Regions from separate parts of the Mus musculus genome. Here region 2 is linked to region 1. The links are chromatin contacts, called in public promoter capture Hi-C maps. All regions are on one chromosome and are shown on one strand. The core of a region is the stretch at or near the end of the contact, and the rest is flanking DNA. Distances in the headings are between cores, read along the strand shown.

Region 1 (5,798 bases), core at 85-2,584:
GTCAAATACCATCTCAAGGCAGATGACTCTGTATGGTTTTTCTCTCACTTCCTCTTATTTCTCTGTTACTCTGAAAACAATGACCAGACTATTATATTCAGCTAACTCACCGAAGTCTAATATTCTTGTCTTTTACTCTACACAGTTCTAGTCACTTCAGCAAAAGGCATTCATGAAATGCAACTGTCTTTTCCTCTCAACATAACTCAAACACAAAAAAGCAAGACAATCGTCTATTTTATGGGTAGGGATGTGTACAGTGCTCTGACCTGCAACATTCACTTTCTACTCTTTCATTTGTCTTTAATTATTAATCTCACTAGTGTATAGCTTTTATGAGAGCAGAAGTTTATGAAGGGGGAATGTGAGGGGGAATGCAGGAATTTCCCTGGCAAGTAGCATTTCACAGGTGTTTTTAAAAAATATTTATTGAATCAACTGGATTTTTGCCAAAATGGTCCTTTTCAAGGCTGCTGTGATGTCCCCAAACAAAATTGAGCACCCCTACCTAAATAGATGCTTTCTCTCAGATCTCTTTCACCCTGCCTACTAGTTTCAAACAAACTTCTAAGTTGATCACCTGCTAGTGCATGAGATAAAGGAAACTGCAGAGAGTGCAATACTCATTACAACACTCGAGACCATCCCATTCGTGTTTCTGCAAGATTCTGTAATCCTTTCCAATTAACTTCTTCTTTCCATTTAGTGCTTCGCCTTTGGGGAAGTCTGGAAACTCAGGATGTAAAAACCCCAATTCCAAAACAAACCCAAGCGCTAGAGAAGCTAAGGAGAGTCAAGAGACACTTCGAAATGCCAATTCTTTGATGGAATCAAAACACACTGGGGGCGGCCTCGAATAGGGGTAAGTCCTTCTCAAGGAGGCCAGAACAGAGATGTAAAACGGGAGCTGTACAGAGGTCTCCGGAACCCTCGGTCAAAGGTCTTGGACAATTCCACGGTCCCGGTCCCCCGGGCCACCGTCCTCGGCGCCCTCCTCACTCAGTCCTTCCAGACTAGGAGGAGCGCTCAGGCGGAGCCACGCAACCACCCCGCAAATTATGAGGTCTCCCCTCCAGCAGGGAGGAGACCGACAGCCCACGGAGCTCCGCTCCGGCCGCCCCTCGCGGGGTCTCGAGCCTCCCCCCGAGGCGCCAGGAAGCGGGGACCCTCGTCACCACTCACCGCTCCGCCCCGCCACTCGGTCGGTTCCCGGTAGCTCTCTTCGAATCCGTCCCCGCCCTCACCAGCTTTAAGAAGAGAGAAACAAAGGTTCCCGCAACAGGTCGGAAGGGGAACGTTTCCGAGTGAGACAGCAGGAAGTGACGTAGGGCACTCCTTCCGGTCCGCCGGATTATGAATGGCGTTGGGCGGGGGACGCGCAGACACGTTGTCTCTTCCTTCTTTTTGCCCCCTTTCCCCTGCTCAGGGCCTCGCTGGGAGGCGAGTGCTCCTCCTCAGGCCGCGGCTTCCAGAAGTAGCCTCGGAGTCCCGGCTCGAGCTGGGCGGGAAGGCGCGGTGGCCCGCGTCGTCGCCCGCATGCTCCCGCGCCCTCCCTGCCTGGCCGCGCCCCTGCGACCAGGTAAAGAGGGCGCTCGGGCCGCTCGTCCCCCCGCCGCCTCCTGAGATCCGCGCTCGCCCTCAGGGGTCGGCGGGGCTGGGCTTGGAGGCCAGGGTGGGACCGGTGACGGCTCGCAGCCCTTGAGAGTCTTGCCAGCCCCACATTCACCGCAGGCTTTTGCTGTGGGTGCAGATGGACGGGCTTCGCGCCGTTCCGCTGAGTGACGCGTGGGCCCCTCGGCTGCGAGCCATCCCTCTAGTCTTTTCCCTGCGTGGGTAGAGCAACAGGGCAGCTTTGCCTGGTAGGGGGTTGTGTGGTCGTTTTGAGTTAAGTGCAGGAAAAAAGACCTCTTGGAGCACGACTTAACTTTCCCCAAAGACATAGTTTTACGTCGCAGCCCTTCCTGATTGGACGCTGTACATGCGTACTATTTTACAGTTAGGATCTGCTGCATTTGGGGACATTTGCTATCCCCACCAAAGCAGCGTTGCCCTTCCATTATTAGCACGAACAGAAAGCTTGAGTTTGCACGAGAACTGCTTTGGCTTAAATTAAAAAAGAAAAAAAAAAAAAAAAGAATACCCTAATACATACCTCTCTAACTTTGACTGGGGAATTACACCACCCCATCTCCATCCCCCGCCATACTCACCACCAAATCCTTTGTCATAAATTCCTTAAGGTCAGAAAAAATAAACGAGTGTATCTCGTACCACATTATTGCTAAAGATGGTGGCATTTGTCAAGTTTCCCTCGTGCTGTCCCACAATTTAAAAAGCAAGAACTGGAAGTGACTTTAAACATGTAAATATGGTCTTGAAATGCCATGAGAATAAACTGTTACAATACAACTGATTTGCTGTCATATTTAGTAGATCAAACTTTAAGCTATATGAGTGTTAAACTGCACTTTGAGGAGCATACACTGCCATTGACGCTGCTGAAATTGTGACTCAATCATTTTAAAGAGGCCTAACTTCAAAAAGGAGATTGAGGTTTGAACGTTGTTCTATAGTACTAATGAAAAACACCTTTAAACTAGTAAGGGGCCATGAAGGGGTGGGCTCTCAAGGAAGGGAAAATGGGATGCAGTGAGGTCCGGGGCCGGGGGAGTGGAAAGAATACTATGTATTTCCCCATTTCAAACAAAACTAAAAGCTTTGTGGTTATGGACTTAAGGAGTTTTGTTTTAAACCTCTTATGTTTTCTAGCTTTTGTTTCAACAGCACATGGTTTTAAATAAGCACAAACAATAATCCATTTGGCCTTATTAATAGCAGTAATTTAGTAGCCATAAAAACATTTGGGACTTACCCTGGTGTCCATCAGTATTTTAGACTGTTGCCTGGTATGTGTTGTTTTTATCCTTGAATGCAAAGTGACTTACTGGTTTCTTCTATGAACATTTCTTGGGAGGCAGGAGTTAAAAGCTTTGTAATCATAAAATAAGTATTGCTTGCTGAGGTAACTCAGTATTTTTTTCAGGCTTGATGGTATTTTCAGCATTTACATTTTATGCTGTCCTTCCCTGTTAACTGCACGTATTATGACTTAATAACAACAGACAGTTCTTTGAATCTCCAGAGAGATTATATATTCTTCTATAACTAAGATTTCAGTAAGCATTTCCACTTCCAAACTTTTCTTACTTAATAAAAATTTCTTGCCCTGGGATCCAAATAGCTAATTTTAATCATGGGTTAACTGCCCCTGAATTATAATCCTACATTACATAGTATGAACTCTAAAAGCTGTATTTCTTTCTTGGACTTTTAACTAGAGGTAACTGACTATTATTTATTTATGAAGAAGCACTTTTAAAAATCTGTATGGTAATAAAGTGGGGTCTGTAACCAAATAATGCTGCTTTGTTTAATGTCTAAACCATGAGCTAAGTTGTACATTCAAAATATTGAAGATTGTCTGATGCAGAGAATTGAGCAGCTTTAAATTTAGATTTCAATATTTGAGAGAAATCAGTAAATGTTCATACTCGTTAACTATGTCAAACTTTTTATTTTATAAAATATAGTCTGCTAATATGTATATTGGCATAAGAATTCCCAACAGCATTTTATGACTCCTTGGGTTTAAAACCTCAGTATTAAATTTATCAGTGTTTGTGGTGCAGCACATTTAAGTTCAACATAGTCCACACATTTTGTTGGAAGAAGTTTTCAAATAAAAAGCGCGAGTTGGATTTTTCCCATTAAAGTTTATGCGTTTTAATAGTGTCCTTAGGTAAAGAATTTGTGCATTTTAAAGAATAGTAGGGGGTGAGGTCTAACTCAGTGACAGAGTACTTACCCAGCATGAGTGAGGCCTGGCATTTGAGCTGTAGCACTATTCAAAACAAAATAAAGAAGGTAGGTAGCATTTTTCCTCAGGGCTCCCTGTCAGTTACCATGGCACAGAGGATGGAAGGTGCTGCTGCTATTACTGCCCTCATTCCATACGGGAGAAAATGAGGGAAAGTTGGTTTTTTTTCCATTAATTTATTTATTTATTCACTTTACATCAGGATTGTGCCCCCACTCCTCAGAGTCTCATCCTTACAAATCCCTCCCCTCCCCACCCCTCCCCTTCTCAGAGAAGGGAGCCCCCTCTTAGGTACCAGCCTTCCTGGGACATCCAGTCCAGCAGTACTAAGCGCAGCAGTGTGGGTGCTAAGTGATGAGATTTTGGTTCTATTTCAAAGAAGGAGATAGCAGGTGTGAGAGATGAAGGAATTGGGTGAGACTTTAGGCTTGGAGGTAGGTGAATGGTGTTGCTATTTCATCAGCAATGGGGCCAGGAAAGAAAAATGAACACATTTAGAAAAATACCCAATTGAAATGTCGAGCCTGGAGCTCAGGCAAGATGTGCCTGAAATAAATGTAGGAGTCGGATAATATTTAAAGCCATTGGCACTGCAGAGCACATAGAACAATGCTGTTGAGATGTGGCTTGTGTACTGGTAATGGGCCATGAAATCAGTCAACAGTCATAACGTAAAAGAAAAGGGAAAAACAGCATAAATAATCAGATTTATTCCATGCAATAGAGTAAGTACTCATGACATTATATCAGGTTTTGCTGTTGCAATTTTCTGGCAGGAAATATTATATATATATATAAAGCCAGTCACTCTCTGAGCTATGTCTTAGCCTTTTGGATTTTAAAACAGCCCCTTCTTAAAATCTCCAAGCTTGCTTTGAATTCACCACATAGTCCAAACTGGCCTCAAACTTGTGATCCTCCTGTGTTACTAGATTTGAGCCAGAAATCATTGAGGGAGCTGAAGAATATGCAGTAAATGGAATCAAGAAGCGATGACAGAGAATTGTGTCCAGTGTTAAAAACTGGCAGATAACTAATGCTTGACATGGAGGTTTAGGAGGGGGGCATCCTTACTGAAATTTTTTGTTTTGTTTTGTTTTTTGTTTTTTCGAGATAAGGTTTCTCTGTGTAGCCCTGGCTGTCCTGGAACTCACTCTCTAGATCAGGCTTGCCTCGAACTCAGAAATCCGCCTGCCTTTGCCTCCCAAGTGCTGGGATTAAAGGTGTGCTCCACTACTGCCCGGCACTGAAAATATTTTAATAACATAATTTCTGATTATTTTTATTTTGATAAGATTGTTCCTACTACAATAAAATGTGCTTTAATTTAGGCTATATTCTGATAGTATTAATATTTTCTATTTATGGGTTTTTGAGACAGGTTCTCGTTAACACAGGCTGGTCTCGAACTGGCTATGTATTCTACCATGACTTTGAACTCCTGATTCTCTTTTCCTCCACTTTATAAGGGCAAATAGTATTTATTCTAGAGAATTTTCTGAGTGTTTTCAGAATAGATCCCTTTAGATTCAGTTACTACTTTAGGTTTTTTTGAAGCAGGTTCTTTCTTCAGTCTTCACTGTCCTGGAACTCACTATGTAGACCAAGCTGGCCTTGAACTCACAGAGCTCCTCTTGCCTTGAATGCTGGGATTAAAGAAGTGAGCCATGCTTGGCTAATATTTCTTAATGTAAAACAAAATAATACAAAATACTCAGCAATATTTTGCTGCATAACATAACTTTTGCTCTGTCATGAATTGTAATTTATTGTTTAATATCCTGACCTTGCCAAATATCCTGACCTTGAACTTTGAACACAAAACATTCAAATTGCTTTTTAAAATTCTAGTTGATAAAGAAGTATGTTTAAAGCTGGGCAGTGGTGGCGCACGCCTTTAATCCCAGCACTTGGGAGGCAG
Region 2 (5,912 bases), core at 2,373-4,872, about 24 Mb before region 1:
CTTTCTTGCTATGCTCTCTTGAGAAAGTAGTATATTTCTTACCTGTTCTTTCTTCTAATTTAGCATACTTTGGAGTATTACACATGTTACACTCTGATCTTCTAGCCCAATTCACATTACTGCAACTACAATTATAAAACAAAACCAAAAACCATTAAACTAGAAGGCCCCTAAACATTGAAAAAATATTATTCAAAACATTATGGTGAAATAATTAATACAAAGTAATCCTGATTAAGGAGTAATGAAAATGAAATTTAAAAATCTATTTAATATAACATACTGAGAAGTGACATAACTAGAAATTCTGCTACTGAGGGGAAAAAGCAGTGCTTTAATCAAAGGTTCCATTTCCTATCATCTCTGAATCTACCTTAAAGAGTTTGGTCTCACCTTTCACAAATATGTTTGCTATTCTTAGTGCCCTCTATGAAATCCTTTGCAGTTCACTAAATCCTGTGACTTAGTTTGTAAGACAGCTTTCCTGTAAAGGTTCAAGGTCTGTCTACAGGACCAGGACTTTATGTAAGACGTTTTTCTGGTCCAGTGCTTTTTCATATATGTAGGATTTATTTACATAGCACAAAATGTGGAGATTGAGAAAATCAATACAAAATGAAATCTAAACCTGAAAGAAAAAAGTATTCTATTTTTTTCAAGCTGTCATGTGGCTGCTGGGAATTTAACTTGGATCCTCTGGAAGATCATCCAGTACTCTTAAGCGCTGAACCATCTCTCCAGCCTAAAAGGCAACAATAAAAAAAAAAATCTAACAAGAAGCAATTTTTATGGAAGGCAACTTAAGATTTTTCAAGTTGCTTTCATATTATAAAAGAGACAAAAAGTAGAATCAAAACAAAAACCCCAAATCATGCAATTATTCAGCAACAAAAAGTAGACCACAAGGTCTTCAATGTCCCCCAGACCTTTGGTTATCAGCTCATTACACACTACCACAGCAACAACTGGTAACACCCCTGAAAGATACCACTTAAAATTTCCCTTTTACTATAGTTAGCCTAAGACCAATGAATGTTTGGATCAATATGGCATAGCATCTTGTCACATAATTAGCAAGAGTTCATCATGTTGTTGCAGTAACAGACAGCAATCTGAAGCACATACGTTTTGCATTGCCAATCATTGGCACTAAATAAGCCCCGGCTCTTCTCTGCCAGTGTCTTTCCTATTTCTGTTCCCCCAGCTTTCATCATCTTGGCCTCAGTTGTCTTTTCTGCAAACAGACAAGAACTCGATATAAATCCTGGGAAATAAAGAAATGATCTGCATATACAGTATTAAGAGAATTATCTGTCAGCGCTCACCTCGACCACATCTGTTACAGCTGGTTCTCCTAGCAAAGTTTACATTTCCACACCTGCAAATAAAGTGAGATGCACTTAGAGTAGTAATTCCTAGATACTTAAACTGTTTACATTTTAAACTGTCCTCACTACACCCTGGAACGCAGAACAAGCTTATCCCATTATGTTAATATAAGCACCAGCAGGGAGAAGGAAAAGCTGGGTAAAAATCTCAACCTTGTGCTTACAGTTACTGTGGGAACCACTTTGGGACCCAAACCTTGCTATCTTCAGACTGGTGTATATCATTAGTTACATAAAAGTCTCTTGTTCCAAAGTGTCAGACTCTTCTATAACAATTAGACAAGATACCAGAGAGAGTTAAAAAAAAAAAAAGGAATATCAACTTTCATCTTGTTTGTTACAAGTAATAAATGTGATGAGTTTTAGAAGCATAAAATTCAAGCTGGGCAGTGGTGGCACAAGCCTTTAATTACAGCACTTGTGAGCTAGAGGCAAACAGATCTCTGTGAGTTCCATAGAGAAACTCTGTCTAAAAGGAAAAGATTAATCACAAAATCCTAGGGATGGATCCATCAGGAATGAACAGTTACAGAAGGACTCCAGAGAATTGATGAAACATTCTTTGAGAGGTAGGAAGTGCGATGATAAGGAAAAGACTGATATATTAACTAAAGACAGAATTAAATTGTAAAGAAATTTGAGTATTATAGTATTTATCAAATCTAAAACTAAAGAACAGAAAACAAAACCACAACCAACAGAAAAAAGTGTAACCTTATGACATTAACTAGTTAAGTTTTCACACACTTGCACTACTTTAGTATTTGTTAAAGCAGTTAGATACTCCAATTTAAAGCTTAAATAAGTAACGACAAAGAATCCACCACCCTATTAAAAAACAATGAATGAGATAAAATAGTGAAAGGAAGTGTAACACTAAACTGAATGGCTCCAGACAACTTTAAGGTCCCTTTTTCTGTTAAAAAAAAATACACACGTTCCAAGTAAAACTGAAAATATATTCTGAAAACTGTCTCCTTGATTTACATATTCAGTACAAATAACATTTAGTTTCTGCCGAGTTTAGGTGTACAGGACTTTGAATGAAGGGTCCTCCCAAAATATACATGGGTGCTTTCAGTAAGAACACAAGAGCACAGTTTTCTACGAGTCACACAGAAGGCAGAGAGGCTGGTGTCTTAATCTCTGAAGGGTTCCAAAGTGTCACACAGTTCCTGCAGTGACAGTCCAAGAGGATCTCGGTTCTAGTCTGCTGACTTGGTATGCTTAGCCTGATATCAGTCTGATACCAACCAAGTGGATCTGAGTGACATCATTTCCTTGCTCTCCACACACTGCCCATGTTATTTCGGTGTTAACTGTAGTCGAGCAATGTATTTTCTAGCAAAGGTACTTCAGGCTAGACGCTCTGCAGTAGACAGAAGAGTAAACCCGGGTTTCCTTCAGCTCTGACTCTGGCTTTCCAAGAACACGAGCTGGTACATCACTTTTCTTTAAAAATAGGGACACCTATTCAGAACGATCTCTGTGGCCATAAGCGGAGCACACCGGCTTCCCGGCCACGTACGTGCCCAGGCCTCCTGCCTCTCGGCAGGAGGATGAGAAAAGCCAAGTCACTGGGGACGGATCGCAGGCCCGAAAGCACGGCGGCCGCAGGGAGGGAGCGAGGGACGGAGGGAGGGAGGGACAGCGAGCGGCCCCGGCAGAGCTCGGAGCAGGGCCACTGAACCGTGAGCTCAGCTCCGCGCGGGGTCACGTGCGGGCCGCCCGCGACCGCTCAAGGCCGGCAGCGACCGCCCCGCCGTCCCCACAAAGGCCGCGACCCCGTCGCCGCCCTCACAGGGACCTCCCGGCCACCCCAGGTCCCACGGTATCCCGCCACGCTCACTTCTTGTCAGGGCAGATCCAGTCCCCGTCACTGACTCGGAAATTCTTGGTCGACATCTTGGACGCCAGCAGCAGTGCCGCCCGCAGCGACGTCCCCACCGGAGCCGCGGGGGCCTCGCGCCGGGCTGTCCTCGCGCCGCCGGACCCGCCCTTCCCTGGGGTGGGGGAGAACTCACACCGCCGGACCGCGAGCCTGGAGCAGCGGTGCGGAGACGACGCCCAGGAGCCAGCAGCCCGTCCTGAGGCTCTGCTTCGCTTCGGCCTTACCGAGCTCCTGAGCAGGCGTTGTGAGGACAGCCCGGCCCGGCGGCCATCGCAGCCGAGTTCTCCGCAGGCCGAAGGACCCTAGAGAAAGGCGCTTCCGTTTCCGGGGCGGGGCTAGGGCGCAGAGGCGGAAGTGACTCGGCGCGGCTCGATAGCCCACGGGCTTGCGCGTTGCCTAGGGTTTACTGGGGCGAGCAATAAGGTGGGAGGCTCGAGTCTTTGGAGAAGATACTTTATTTTTATTTTTGGACAGAGACTGAGGATTAAACCAGGTTGCCCCGGACATTACTGTTTCATACATACCACTTGGAACCTCTGTCAGGCTTCTGTAGGCCACGTCAAAAAGATAAACTTTTTTTCCTGTGAGAACATAGGGTCTCACTTTTAGCTCCACCTGGCTTGTGTAGTTAGGCTGCTTAGTATTTGGATGGAAAAGTCATATTAATGAAGGGAGATATCTCTCCTTCTTGGGCTGTTGCTTAAAAACTTAGCTTTAAAAATATTTAATATGTGTGAGAGATAAGCCCTGTACACAGAGGAGCCACCCCAAGGTTTTAGAAATAGGAAATAGTATTGATACAATTCTGACCCCAACTCACTACCTTTCCCCAGATTTAACACTGGCCCTTTGGGTTTATTCTCGTTCTTTATAAAAGATTTAGTTCATATACTGTATGCTTATTTTTTAAAGTGAGAAATGGTACAATTTACTGTGACAGAGGGTTGCTTTTAGTTCCGCGTAGTTTCTGAGTTTGCAGTTAGTTGCATGTAGCTCACTTTTATTTCAGTCATGCATATTCACAATTCTTTCTTGTGACAGTTAAGCCCCAAACCCTGCACTTTGTCACAACGTGCATTCAAGTATTCTTTTTAAAAGATTATTTATTTTATTTATAGGAGTACACTGTAGCTGTCTTCAGACACACCAGAAGAGAGCATCCGATCCCATTACAGATGGTTGTAAGCCACCATGTGGTTGCTGAGAACTGAACTCAGGACCTCTGGAAGAGCAATCACTGCTCTTAACCACTGAGCCATCTCTCTAGCTCCCCCCTCCCCCATGCAAATATTCTTGCAAATATTCTTACAGTTAACACCCAAATCTATGTTTTGGCATTGTTGATCAACTCTCGTGAACATTTGTGCACACGGGTTCTGGCATTTATATTTCTCGCATATAGCTCTTATCCAGGAGAAAAAAAAATCATTAAACTGCTTTGGTTTTAATGTCTAACACTTTTGATACTTATATTCATCTTGATCATCTCACTTGAAAGCTCTTGGATGTATTTTATTCTGATAATTGTCCACACCTTCCCAGTTATTTCATATTGTATAATCACTGATTTTTTCCTGGATTTTTATCTTGGGTAATGTGGAATTTTTATTTTCTTTTAGCAAGCAATCCTGGGGTTGGCATCACAGGCTCAGTCTTGCGTGTGAGTAATGGTTCTATATCAGTTGGCACCGCTGAGTATTAGCTGTGCTTTTATGTGTGTGGGTGTTTTGTCTACATGTATGTCTGTGCACCATATGTATGCTGGGTGCCCTCAGAGGCCAGGAGAAGGTGTGGATCCCCTGGAACTAGAGTTACAGATGGTTGTGAAATCAGCATGTGGGTGCTGGGAGTCAAACTCTGGACCTCTGGAAAAGCAGTCAGTGCTCTTAACCACTGAGCCAACTCTCCATCCCCTGCTATCTTGATCTTGCTATCTGTCCTTCACACAAACACGTGAATTGTTTTGGTATCTTAGCAGTACTTTTAATTGTAGTTCATTACATGAATCATATCCATCCTGCTTTGCTTGGTTGATACTTGAGCACAGAACTTGTATGGGTTCAGACTAGATTTGGAGGACATACCTCTCTGTCCATCTCTTTCTTAGATTCCTCTCACGTAGTCTGTCTTTCAGTGTTCCCTTTTCTTGGCCCTTTTGTGAGAAATACGAGGTTTCCCTTGGATTTTTAGCAGCTTGTCATAGCTAAAGCATTTGACTAGGGCCCTAACACAGGGTGAAGTGATGAGGGAAAGAGAAAGGTATGGGATGTTTCCCACCCCCACCCCCCACCATCCCCCTCCACACATGTAAGAGTACAGAGACTTCCTCTCCTTGTCATTATATGAAAGTATAGTTTCTCCTATACTTTCACTCTGGGTGGGAGGAGAGCTGTGAAATATTTTAAGTGTTTCTTTACAATCTGGTAGCGCACAGATGTGCATTTCCCCAGTTCATACGGTTGGAAAAATTGTTTTTAAATTAATTCAATTATTATTAATTGTGCTGTTACTACAGATTTACTAGCTAGTTGCCTGGCTAGCTACAAGAGAAAATAGCGGAAAAAAAAAAGCAACTATCAACAAACCCATACTATACCCATCCTACTAAGCTTTGGCTCTCTTTGGTAGTTTGC

What was found. Promoter capture Hi-C pulls out the DNA fragments that hold promoters and counts their contacts.
Region 2: a contact with region 1 is called in a promoter capture Hi-C map of pre-B cells. The contact joins the promoter of 4930592C13Rik here to the promoter of Gstcd in region 1. A contact is called at or near these places in 2 of 39 promoter capture datasets (cranial neural crest and pre-B cells) and 1 of 484 Hi-C or Micro-C datasets (CD8 T cells).

What each region holds. Positions count from the first base shown.
Region 1 is chr3:133,087,361-133,093,158 of GRCm38.p6, reverse strand. It overlaps Gstcd (glutathione S-transferase, C-terminal domain containing), which reads left to right and starts at 1,334. Exons shown (of 12, transcript NM_026231.3): 1 at 1,334-1,579. Ints12 (integrator complex subunit 12) reads right to left here and starts at 1,304. Exons shown (of 7, transcript NM_027927.4): 1 at 1,183-1,304.
Region 2 is chr3:157,531,800-157,537,711 of GRCm38.p6, reverse strand. It overlaps 4930592C13Rik (RIKEN cDNA 4930592C13 gene), which reads left to right and starts at 3,622. Exons shown (of 2, transcript NR_152231.1): 1 at 3,622-3,702. Zranb2 (zinc finger, RAN-binding domain containing 2) reads right to left here and starts at 3,547. Exons shown (of 10, transcript NM_017381.3): 1 at 3,238-3,547; 2 at 1,326-1,378; 3 at 1,126-1,234; 4 at 43-125. The coding sequence starts at 3,293.